Regions from separate parts of the Sus scrofa genome. Here region 1 is linked to region 2. A link is a contact called in public HiChIP or PLAC-seq data. All regions are on one chromosome and are shown on one strand. The core of a region is the stretch at or near the end of the contact, and the rest is flanking DNA. Distances in the headings are between cores, read along the strand shown. Region 1 holds the start of SLC38A6 (solute carrier family 38 member 6). Region 2 holds the start of SIX4 (SIX homeobox 4).

Region 1 (6,077 bases), core at 3,430-5,929, 240 kb before region 2:
GGTGTGTTTGATTCATAGATTACATTAGACTATATAACTGTGGATTTAGAATTATGTTTTGAAGAATCTTAAAATACAACAGAAATACCTGTGGGCTTCTCTCACCTGTTTCAGCCAGAATAATCTCATTTTTATTTATTTTATGTATCTCTCCTGCTTCTTAAAGTCTGAAAACTATAAGATCAGACAGAGCAAAGTGAACCCACCGACATAAGAATTAAACTCATGATTTTACCATCATAACTAAGCTAATGCAAAGACAGAAAAGACCTGACAGATAAAAAGACCAGGAATGATGGGCACAGAGTATTTGTTAATGCCAAAAGAAAAACCTTGTGAAAGCTATTCTGTAATTCATATACTTTTATTTATTGCAATGTAAAATAACTTATTTAATACATGACTGGATTGCACAATAAAGTTCCCAAAATGGAAAACATAATTTAAAAATTATATATATTTTTATATATAAAAACAGGAATCAGGGTGGGGAGCAAAGAAGGCAGTAATAGATCTGGGGAGGTGTTTTTTTTGTTTGTTTGTTTTTGGTTTTTTTTGTCTTTTTGCTATATCTTTGGGCCACTCCCACGGCATACGGAGGTTCCCAGGCTAGGGGTCGAATCAGAGCTGTAGCCACTGGCCTACGTCAGAGCCACAGCGCGGGATCCGAGGAGCCGTGTCTGCAACCTACACCACAGCTCACGGCAACGCCGGAGGATCGTTAACCCACTGAGCAAGGGCAGGGACCGAACCCGCAACCTCATGGTTCCTAGTCGGATTCGTTAACCACTGTGCCACGACGGGAACTCCTGGGGAGGTGTTTTTGAGGAAATGATCACTCTAGGAGAAATGTGATCCAAACGAACGCTTATCTATTACTTCCCCATAACACAAGGTCTGGATCCTTTAAACACCTTGTAGGTGTTTCCTTTAATCTACTTTAACCCAGAAAACCATGTCCTTTGTCGTAGAGAAAGGCGGGTAAGAATGCTAGTGTCCTCCACCCATTCTGTCCTGGGATATTCCCCCGTAGGACTGGGTCTATCCATCCAGACCTTTTGAAATTCTCTACTTCAACCACCTACCTAATAATGATGTATGCCTGCTGGAACTCAGATTGGAGCCAGCCAATCCAATGCATGCAGTCTTAAAGAGCTCTTAAAGTCTTAAAGAGCTGCTTCATCAAATGAATCAGCACAGTATTTTACTCACCAGTCTGAATACACATACTAAGCAGGAGATGAACTGAGTAAGAAGCCAGCAGAGCAACCATCAGCAGCAACAAACTAAAATGTAAAAGAATTCATGGTCAAATCCCCCAAAGGTTTCTTATTTATGCTATCATAAATACAAGGACAAAATTTTTTTCACATCCAAATATTCACAGGGACTGTCTCTGAGTAGTTGGATTATGATCATTAAAGAAAATAAGAAGATACTTTCTGTATTCACCAAAATTTATTCAAATGAAAATATACTGCTTTGAAATTTTTTAAAAAATCAGAAAAAAACTTCACTTAAAACAAATTTCCTTCTTTAGCCCTCTTGTCTGCTGTCTGCTGGCTCAGCCAATTATTTTGCAATGTATCCCTTTTATTATCTCTCCTTATTCTAAGTCTAAAGGGACATTTCAGTTGTTAAATATCATTGTCTTCTTTTTCCTTTCTTCGTTTCTTGTCCTTCCAATGATGTATACCTCTTTAGCATACCTTCACCTATAATTGTGAATTAACACTGCAATTCCTAGCATCTGTTAAACCCACACACTCACCAAACTAAACCAGAAACATGCAGTTAACACATTTCTAACGATGCCATTTGGAAAATGTGCAATGTAATAATTGAGGTCCTCTCACCAAAAGTGTGAACAGAAACAACATGCATAGCCCCCTACTTATTCTCAGGAAGATACTGGTAGAACAAGCTTCTAGAAAGCTGTCCCCAGTGGAGTCCCCTCCAAGCTGAAGAAATACTATGGTTGTAGTCTACTTAATACTTGCTAATAAGTAACAGAACAGAGAAGTGAAAGTACACTTGTCAACTGACTCAGGAAACCTGACAAAATAACAGTTTGACATCACAAAATGGAAACTGTGATAGGATTCAGCAAGCACACATTCAGTAGTACACATCTACATATAAGACCCTTTATGGATTTTAAAATATAATTTTTCAAAGGGGACTAAAATATAAATCCTCTGATAATGTCTTGCCTAAGGTGTCACACAGGTTTGAAGTTTTAAAACTATGAAAGTTTGTGAATATATTCCATAATAAAAGCAAGTTGGGTTACTTAAAATTGGTTTGCTAATCAAGAAAATCAAAACAAGGAGTTCCCATTGTGGCTCAGTGGGTTAAGGACCCCAAGTTGCCTCTGTGAGGATGCATATTAGATTCGCTCAGTGGGTTAAGGATCTGATTCAGGTGTTGCCGCAAGCTGCGGGTGTTTAGGTCGCAGAGGTGGCTCAGATCTGGTGTTGCTGTGGCTGTGGCATAGGCCAGCAGCTGCAGCTCTGATTTGACCCCTAACCTAGCAACTTCCATATGCTACAGGTATGGCAATAAAAATAGTTTTTTTAATTCAAAATAAGAGCAAAAATGAACCTAAATGAAACTCTCTACGTATCTTAAGTTTCCTAGAAAAAGAGGTCTGCTTCTGCTGACAAAACAAACTTGTTCATTCATTCTATTAAGCATGGTGCTAGATGCTAAGGATAAGGTATAGTCCTAAAGGATTTCAGAGTTTAGTGGGGAACCTAACTTGCAAACAAATTATTACAATATATTATAATTAAAGAACAAATATACAAATGGAATATGAGCTGAGACTTAAAAGATGAATAACTGAATATATGTCCAGCCTCAGAGGATGAAACAAGACTACTTAACAGTAAGAAGAAAGGAGTTGGGGAGAAATGAAAAGATTATGTCCTTTATTTGCACTCACAAAATTGCTATTTATTATTAATCTGCATGGCTGATAAACTCTGATTTACTTTGGCCAACTTAACACAACAAATAAGCCACTTCTTAAGGTTATAAATGTGTGGATCAAGTTTCCATTTTTTAAAATTAGCTACACTTTGGATAAAAAAAAATACAGGTTATGTAGCATCCCTCCAAGCTACAGACTAGCAGCAATATAAAAGTTAAGAAGAAAATGTTAAAAGCCCAGAAATAACTAGAAATTGTATAGTACCAGCTTCTGCAGCCTATCTCTTTGCTTATTTTGAACTATCAAAATTAAGGGGGGAAAAAAGTAATGGTAAAATAAGAAAATAACTCACCTAAATCCAAGAATGCCAGTGTGAGCCATAACATAAGCTAAGCCAAGGATGCCACTTCCCATGATGGCATTCATCAAATTAAACACTGAGAAACCAAATGAAACACCTGGGGATCCCTGTCTGTGAAGTTCCTGTAAGCACACAAATTTAATAGAGTCAAATGTTTGAATGGTGAGGTTCAAATTTCATCAAGAAATGACAGACAATGGAGGATATCTGCAAACCAGACACATGATGTGACATACCAGGGGCTCAACCAGCAACCCAGCACTGGTTTCCTTTCCTTCCCTCCTCACCTCCCCTTAGTGCAGCACCAGGAATTTGGTTTCCTAGGAAAATCAACTCCAAGCACAGAAACCAGGTCGGCTTCTGAAAAGTCATGACTAACCTTGTGACTGCAAAAGATGAAGATAGGGTAAAATGGGGGTGGGGACAGAGAGCAGGAACATGGCCCCAAGCTCACATGATTACTGAAGAATCCCTGAATCAGCATGGGGTTACTGTAGACTTCTGCTGCTCCTCAATGACTAGGACAGCAAAATTAATCTCTATTTATATACTTAATGAATTAAGTCTGCCCAACGGGAAGGATGGTCAGGAACACCTGACAATGATGATACAGTAAATAGCGATTCACGTTGCTCTGGCGAGGACACTATGGAATACTAAACAGTATGGAATACTAAAACAGTATTTGGGAACAAAGTCCTAGAAACTGACTTAAGTTAAAAGTTGAGTGCACAGGCTTTAGGGTCAAGGGAAGTACTATGTACCTACTATCAGGCCACCTCTACTCCTTCACCATTAAGGATCTCTGCATTAAGTTATTTACAGGTCCCCAGTGACTAAGCTGGGAAAAGAAAAATCTTGTGACTCTTGCACAAAGCTCAAACGACTGGTGAAGGAAACGAGAAGCCGAGAAACCAACAAAGATGCTAAAAAACAGCAGGGAGTTACATAATCCTGGGGCTACTCCTTTAAGTGGGGTCACCAGCCTCCAACTCGCCGCTGCACCTCTTCACCTGAGCCTGCACCTCTACTTCAGCTGTTCTTTCTAGCACAGGTTAGGCTCCTATGACACTCATTAAGTCCGCCAGATCTCGGAATCTCGGCTGCTGCCTTTGGGCCCCATGCCCTAAGCCTCTTCCTCCTCCCTTCGCCTTCCCCTTTCTTTTCTCCGTCGTATTTGGCAGGAACATCAGAAAAGTGCCGGGACTCGAGTTGTGCTAACTTACGTTGCTTAGCAACGGGCTTAACTCTTCCGCCTCTGCTTCTTCTATCTGCTGGGTAGAGACAAACCAGCCCGGCTCCGCACTGATGGTCCCCCACGGCGCCTCCATGCTGCTTGCTGGCCGACGACCCAGTCCATCTACCAGCTACCACCACTGCTCTCCCGGCCAGAGTCGCGCCAGAGGCGGGGCTGCATTCCCGGCCCTTCCGGGTGCCTATACCTCACTAGGGCGGGGAAGGAAGAAGGTAATCGACGCGATCTGATGACGCTCGCCCTTCGGCGACGAACATTGATGTTGTCATCGAGGGCCCGCCTCTCCGTCGGCGACCCATTTCCGAGCCGCAGCAGAGCATGAGGTGAGGGGTTGGTCTGGGAGGCAGCTGCTGAGCGACGCCGGTAAATGGGATGGTGACGTTGATGAGATGGTGGCCGCTACACCTTTGATATTTCGAAGGGGCTGAGGGCGTGTTGTCGGTACCGGTCAGCTCAGGGCGGCTTTCCGCTTTGCGCTGCCTAGGCGAGGTCACCCACCGCCCGGGTGCCCTGCCAAGCCTAGGTCTGAGTACAGTACCAGGGAGTGTGGAGTCTCTTTCATCTTTTCAAAAGCTTTCTGATAGAACTTTAGCCATATTTTTACACATGTAAAGCCGAGACTCACATCAAGTAATTTACCCAAAGTAAATTACACATCTGTTTACCTGCTAGACCCAATTTGAACCCTGGCTATAAATTTTGACAGTTGCTTTATAGGGTTACCAGACGGGACCCTTTCCTTTTACAGTTACTTCTTCGGTAACAAAATGAATAACTGATACTGTTAATGGAATATGAGTATAACACTTAACAGGCCTCATCCTCAAAATACTGAAACCTCTAGTTATGGGCAGGAGTTGTGGCAGTAAAACTTCGAAGACAACATAGAAGTATATTAAGAATACCAGGCCCTGGAATTTAATCCTTGCTCAGCCACTTGGCAGGAACGGGAATTTGGGCCAATTAACCTACCCTTGAGCTTTAGTTTACTCATTTACAAAATGAGAATGTGATACCACGCACACCTCTCAAGGATTGATAATGTATGTAAAGCACCTGACCTAATAGGAATCCACAAGAATTTCCTTTTAAATATTGCCATTGGTAAGGTCATAAATATTGTGACCATTTCATTTAGTGGTGATTCTTAAACTTCAGCCTTCCAATCCCAAACATGTTCTATAGAAAATTGTGGTTGGGAAGGTCCATTGACTGAACGAAGGGTGATGGATCACAAAGCCCTAGTCCTGGCAACACATGGGTAGAAGGTGCACTTTTATTATTTACCACCATTAAAGGTCATCCTGTCCTGGAAATGATAGTATTCTTCTCACACACCACTAAAAGTTTTAATCATCAGCATTCACCCATTATTTAAAACAATTTAAAATTTTATTCCCCAAACTTATTGTGAACATGTTAAGTTAGTGTGTAGCTTTATGGTATTTGTTTTAAAAAATACTTTTTTTTTAGGATCTTATGGAGGCCATTTGGATTTGGATTCTCAAGAAGACATCTCAAAGTGG
Region 2 (6,052 bases), core at 2,387-4,886:
GCGGCTCAGATCCCCCTTTGCTGTGGCTGTGGTTGTGGCTGTGGCTGTGGCTGTGGCGTGGGCCAGCAGCACTACAGCTCTGATTAAACCCCTAGCCTAGGAACTTCCATATGCCACATGTGTGGCTCTAAAAAGCAAAAAAAATAAAAAAAATTAAAAATAACAACAAAAAAAACTAAAACATATCATGAATTGTTGATCACCAAATAACAATGGAACATCTTCTCTATCTGGGAGACTACTTTAGAACCTAACTTCCTTAATACCACCAGTACATAAGCTTTCTGAAATAGAAAGAACTGGCCGCGACACAGATATATAGCCTTCCCTCTATCTTCAAGACAGCCAAAATCAGCCATGAAAAAGGAAATCTCCATTCTTGATGGAAACACCATTAAATATATTCAATCCAAGTGCAACATTTTGTGCTGAAACAGATCTTCAATACACTGAAATAGCAAAAAGATTTCTATGTACTCTCATCATTAACTTCAAGCAGTAAGGAAAAGATATAGAAAGAAGCAGCTTGATTTTCATTCTCACAAAATCTCAATCTCAACTGTTTTCTCAAATGAAAACATAGCTTTAGACTGCATATCAGCACAGCACTCTCAATGCTCACAGTATGACAGACACAGGAAGTAGAAGCAAATATTCATCACTTCTACAAATCATTTGGCAAAAATAGTGCTCTGAGATTAAATCTACACCCCCTCAAGTCTGGAGTTCTCTTCTAATGTAGCTGACTATATTTGAGTCAAGGGCTTCCAGTCCACTTTGAATTGCTGCCAGAATGAGCTCTGAGGCTCAGCCAGCTAAAAAAATCTGGAGCCTGGTGTTGGATTTCACTTCTGGTCCTATAGGAATCTCCTCCTGGAGCTATAGAATACCAATGTAGCCACAGGCTACAGATTTCATAAAATGCCACTGCTACTTCTATATAATCTGTTGAACTTGGTACTCTGGAGACAATTATACGGAAGACATGCAGAAACCCAATACATGGTTTTCCTAGTCAATGCACTAGATTTTATTAACGATAAGCCTGAAGAAGAAGACTCCTATGGTTGGAAAGTCCATAGCCCTATAACATAGCCAAATGAATTGTCACTAGGTATGTACAACTGAAAAGTTTCCTATTTTATACTATTAGGGGGAAGAAAACAAACATTTAACAAAGATTAATTATGTGTCAGGTGCTTTTTGACACATCTTATCTCATTTAATCCTCACAACAATTCTGTCCACTTTTTATAGTCAAGTAGCCAATAAATGGCAGAGCTAGGATTAAACCTATATCTGGATAGCTGATCCCCAAATCCACATCCTTTCCGCTAAACCACATTACCTCTTGTCTACTTTGCTCTGAAAAATATGCTTTAAAAATTCAAGAAACTAAATGGAATGTGGTATCCTGGATTGGATCATGGACCAAAACAGGTATTAGTGGGAAAACTGGCGAATCCAAATAAAGTCTAGAGTTTTAATGTTGCATCAATGTTAATTTGCTTAAACAAATGTATCATTATAAGGTAAAGTGTTAACATTGGGGAAACTAGGTAAAGAGTATGTGGGGAGTTCCCGTGGTGGCGCAGTGGTTAACGAATCCGACTAGGAACCATGAGGTTGTGGGTTCAATCTCTGGCCTTGCTCAGTGGGTTAAGGATCGGCACTGCCGTGAGCTGTGTGGTATAGGTTGAAGACGCAGCTCGGATCCCGCATTGCTGTGGCTGTGGTGTAGGCTGGCAGCTGTAGCTCCGATTCGACCCCTATCCTGGGAATCTCCATATGCCGAGGGAGCAGCCCAAGAAATGGCAAAAAAGACAAAAAATTTAAAAATAATAAAAAAAAATAAAGAGTAAGTGGGAACTCTCTGTACTCTTTTTATGACTTTATTTTAAGTCAAAATTCTTCTAAAATAAAAAGCATATTTTTAAAAATTCAAAGTTATGAGTTTCAGATATTGTCCAGAAGTCCGATATTTAACTGGATATTCCCAATGGAGTAGAAACATGTGGTCTTTTCTATAAATTTTGAATCTACCAGAGATGTCAGTGCTGGCTTCATTAAGGTAGCACAAAAGTTAAATTCAAAACCAAATGATTTCTTGGTCATTGATCAGCAATGAAATTCAGCCTGTCCACAAAAAAAGAAAACTTCAGCAAGGTGATCATGATAGCAGGTGACCTAAACAGCTGCTTTATAATACATTGAAGTAAGCATTTCTGGGTAACTGGGAAGCAGAAACAATACAAGTCCACATAGAATTAAAGATTAGAATGATGTCATTAAGATGCTGCATTTTGAGAAAGAGTACCAGACACAAACTCAACTGAACCATCTTAATCAGAGAAGCAGATATGGGTTCATCCTTTTTTGAGGTAAGATCTCATGCAAACCATGAAGCAAAGAGATATAACTGCAAAAAGCATCAGACTCCACCCCCAAACCCTTCAGGGCAAACCAGAAGGCAGTCTCCCATCTGTTTATGCTGTAGAAATGGCTGCTGATCCTGCATTGAACTCCAAGACACCTGCACATAGAGATGGTTTCTACCAGGAATATCATCTCTAAAAAACAATTAATACACTTATACTGAAAGGGTTCATCTGGGAGATTTAAATTTCCATACTGTTGCTACTATAATCTAAAGCTTAGACCTCTTCCACTCTGCTGACCCAGGATAAACTTATAGCTAAAAGTTCTATATGCTTAGTTGCATCACCAACTCAGTTGGGCAGCCAGCCCTCCAAGTGACTTAAACACATTTTTTTGAAGCCTTCTTGTTTTCATCTTCTTAGAGGGCTATTTATACCATTTTCAGTGTCCCACCCCCCACCCCCCGCTTTTGGAATTTTAATTTCCTGTAAATGCTTCCCCATTAGAGCATTCCCTAGTGCCATTTTATTCTTGACCCTTTTCAATGCAAAATCCTTAATAAAGACATCAGAAAGGGGAGTGAAGGGCAGTAGAGAGATACCAGGAAAGCTTCTGAATTGTTCTCTGAAATTTTATCATCTAGATGCTGAGGGTGGTCTCTTTGTTAAGAGTTTAGCATCCGCACCTTAATGCCCAACAATTCATATTCCCTCTGGAATCGTAGGGACTCTCTCTGAAAGAGTCTGTTGTCCAGTTACCAGGCCCCATTAGGCATGTTCCCGCCCAGGAGCAGGGCCTGAAAAGAATGTCGGTGCCTCCCTTCAGGTATAGGTGCCTGGGGGTCAGGGGGAGAGGGGAAGGCAAGGGGTGGAGTGGGAGGCGGGTGATCGACAGGGATAGAAACGGTGTCTCCTCCTCCCTCTGAATGTGAAATAGCCAATGAGGTGGCGCGGTCGGGCCGGCCCGGCCGCCAGTGCCATATAGTATGCAGCAACCCGAGGAGTCACGTTGGGGGAACGGCAGAAAGCAGCTATCCTTTTACACTACTTTGCTCTAGCAGCTATCTTAATGGTGACTGCGTGGCCGGGGGGAAACCTGATCGGCCAGATCCAGCCGAAACCGGGAGGGAGGGAGTGGGCTTTCCGGAGGGGGGGAGGGGGGAGGGAGACGAAGAAGGAGGAGTGAGAGAGGGGGAAAGAAAGAGGAAAAGAGTGCGAGGGAGTGAGGGAGGGAGGAAAATAAACAACAAAAAAAAAATGTCCTCTTCCTCCCCCACCGGGCAGATTGCAAGTGCGGCGGATATCAAGCAGGAGAATGGGATGGAAAGCTCCTCGGAAGGGCAGGAGGCACCCCGAGAAGTGGCGGGGGGCGCGACGGCGGGGCTGAGCCCCCCGGCTCCAGCCCCCTTTCCCCTGGAGCCGGGGGACGCCGCGGCCGCCGCCGCCAGGGTGAGCGGAGAGCAAGGGGCAGTATCGGCGGCGGCGGCTGGAGCAGCGGCCGATCAGGTACAACTCCACTCGGAACTTCTGGGCAGGCACCACCACGCCGTGGCCGCCGCCGCCGCTGCTGCGCAGACCCCACTGGCCTTCTCGCCAGACCATGTAGCCTGCGTGTGCGAGGCGCTGCAGCAGGGGGGCAACCTGGACCGCCTGGCCCGGTTCCTGTGGTCCCTGCCCCAGAGCGACCTGCTACGTGGCAACGAGAGCCTGCTGAAGGCGCGGGCGCTGGTGGCCTTCCACCAGGGCATCTACCCTGAGCTCTACAGCATCCTCGAGAGCCACAGCTTCGAATCGGCCAACCACCCGCTGCTGCAGCAGCTCTGGTACAAGGCACGCTACACCGAGGCCGAGCGAGCCCGCGGCCGGCCGCTGGGCGCCGTGGACAAGTACCGGTTGCGCAGGAAATTCCCCCTGCCCCGCACCATTTGGGACGGCGAGGAGACGGTGTATTGTTTCAAGGAGAAGTCGCGCAACGCGCTCAAGGAGCTCTACAAGCAGAATCGCTACCCTTCGCCCGCCGAGAAGCGGCACCTGGCCAAGATCACTGGCCTCTCCCTCACCCAGGTCAGCAACTGGTTCAAGAACCGCCGGCAGCGCGATCGGAACCCCTCTGAGACCCAGTCCAAAAGGTGAGCGCCAACTTTCCTCCTCCTCCCCCTTCCTCTCCCCCACCCCCTTCCCAGCTTTCTTTTCCTCCAAGTGCTCGCAAACATGGCGCTTACCTTCCCCACCAGCTTGGTCCGGCTGCCCACCTCTCCCCGCCCCCTACCTCTCTCCCCGGCCGGGGGGAGGGGGGGCAGCGGTAGCGAGGGGCGGGAGAACCTCACTCTTTACCCTCCCCCACCTCCCCCAAGAAGTTTCTCGTCGCCCGCCTAGGTCTCAATCCCCGCCCCCACCGCGGCTGGTCACTGCTGCCCGGTTTCCCACCCCCATCCCGCTGGCTTTGAAGTTGGCACTCTGTCCCCGGTTCTGGCCGGGCGAAGGGGCTTGTGTAGGCGCCGGAAAGGCAGCTCTCGTGGCCGCCGGCGGCCTACGGAGGTTGCCAGCGCCCGCCGGGGTCTGCACCTCCACTGGGTTACACCGGCCTGGCGCGCGCACGCGCTCCGGGACCCCTGGGGTTCAGCTGCCCGGAGCCTGCGCTGAAGATGACCGTGGCCGCTCTGAGGGAGGGGAAAGTTGGCGGCGGCTGGCGGCGCGGAAAGGGGTCTGGGGACGTCGAGGTTTTATATGACAGAGTTAATCATTCACCCTGCCCGCTGTGGTTCCCTTCGCGGCCGCGGCAACTGTAGGGTGTTGGTGCGGCTCTGCTCTGCGGTGTTTTGAAACCTGATTCTGAACTCCTTAGTCTCGGATTTCAGCGCTGCTGGGGTGGTGGGGCTGGAGGGCTGCTTCCTCAGCCCCGAACACTCGGTGGCTCCCTCCTGGCGGGTGTAGTTGGGGGAGTGGGCGCAGACAAGCCATTGGCGGACAACGGGAAAGGAGTGGGGGCGCTCTCCACTCTGCACCTCCTTGAGCGCCCACCCTGGCGGCTTGGAACTTTTTGACTGCCAGGTGTTTTTTTCCCCAACCGGTAGAAAATACCGGGCTTCCCACCTCTTTTGTGCGTCTTCCTGAGTCAGGCACCTAGTCTCTGTGTCTGTGTGTATTGTTGGGCGAAGTAAAGTAAGGAGAAGGTCGCCTAAAGGGATGGTGTCTCCAGCCCCGCGGGCATAGGAGAGAAAGAATCCAAAAGCAGCTCGAAGGTTCTGTAAAGGGAAGGAATCTGGGAGCCGGGGAGCCCGGCCGGGCGGGGAGAAGGCGATCACCTGGCGCATTCCAGAGCCCGGCGCGGGCCGCTCCTGCCATGCGCTCCTGCGGGGGCCGGAGCGACGGCTCCGGCGTTCCTCGCCCAAGGCAGGGAGGGAGGCTCTGTGCCCGAGCTGGGCTTCCAGGTAACCAAAGCAAGGCGCGCACTGCCACCTGCGTACACCCCGGCGCAGACTTGCGGGGAGACCCAGAGCAGACGCATTAGTAACTCCACGCCACCTGACCCGGCGTCTGCCTGAGACTGCGGGCCCTGTCGCGAACAGAATCCCCGGGGCAAGGGGTAGGGGGCGTGGGGAGCGGGCGCAGACTGCAGCCTCCGCTCCGCCGGCAAGGCGGGTTCCCAGGGTCTGCCTCGCCACACTCTGCCA

Evidence for each region. HiChIP or PLAC-seq counts read pairs in DNA pulled down with a chosen protein or histone mark.
Region 1: a contact with region 2 is called in an H3K27ac HiChIP or PLAC-seq map of skeletal muscle. The contact joins the promoter of SLC38A6 here to the promoter of SIX4 in region 2. A contact is called at or near these places in 7 of 47 Hi-C or Micro-C datasets (embryonic fibroblasts, epiblast stem cells, fetal skeletal muscle and 3 more) and 2 of 2 datasets of contacts at active chromatin or transcription factors (alveolar macrophages and skeletal muscle).

The regions. Positions count from the first base shown.
Region 1 is chr1:189,921,987-189,928,063 of Sscrofa11.1, reverse strand. It overlaps SLC38A6 (solute carrier family 38 member 6), which reads right to left and starts at 4,679. Exons shown (of 16, transcript NM_001267849.1): 1 at 4,523-4,679; 2 at 3,288-3,418; 3 at 1,213-1,286. The coding sequence starts at 4,627. It overlaps TRMT5 (tRNA (guanine(37)-N1)-methyltransferase), which reads left to right and starts at 4,756. Exons shown (of 5, transcript XM_003121846.4): 1 at 4,756-4,874; 2 at 6,025-6,077. The coding sequence starts at 4,870.
Region 2 is chr1:189,679,962-189,686,013 of Sscrofa11.1, reverse strand. It overlaps SIX4 (SIX homeobox 4), which reads left to right and starts at 3,636. Exons shown (of 3, transcript NM_001244614.1): 1 at 3,636-4,507. The coding sequence starts at 3,636.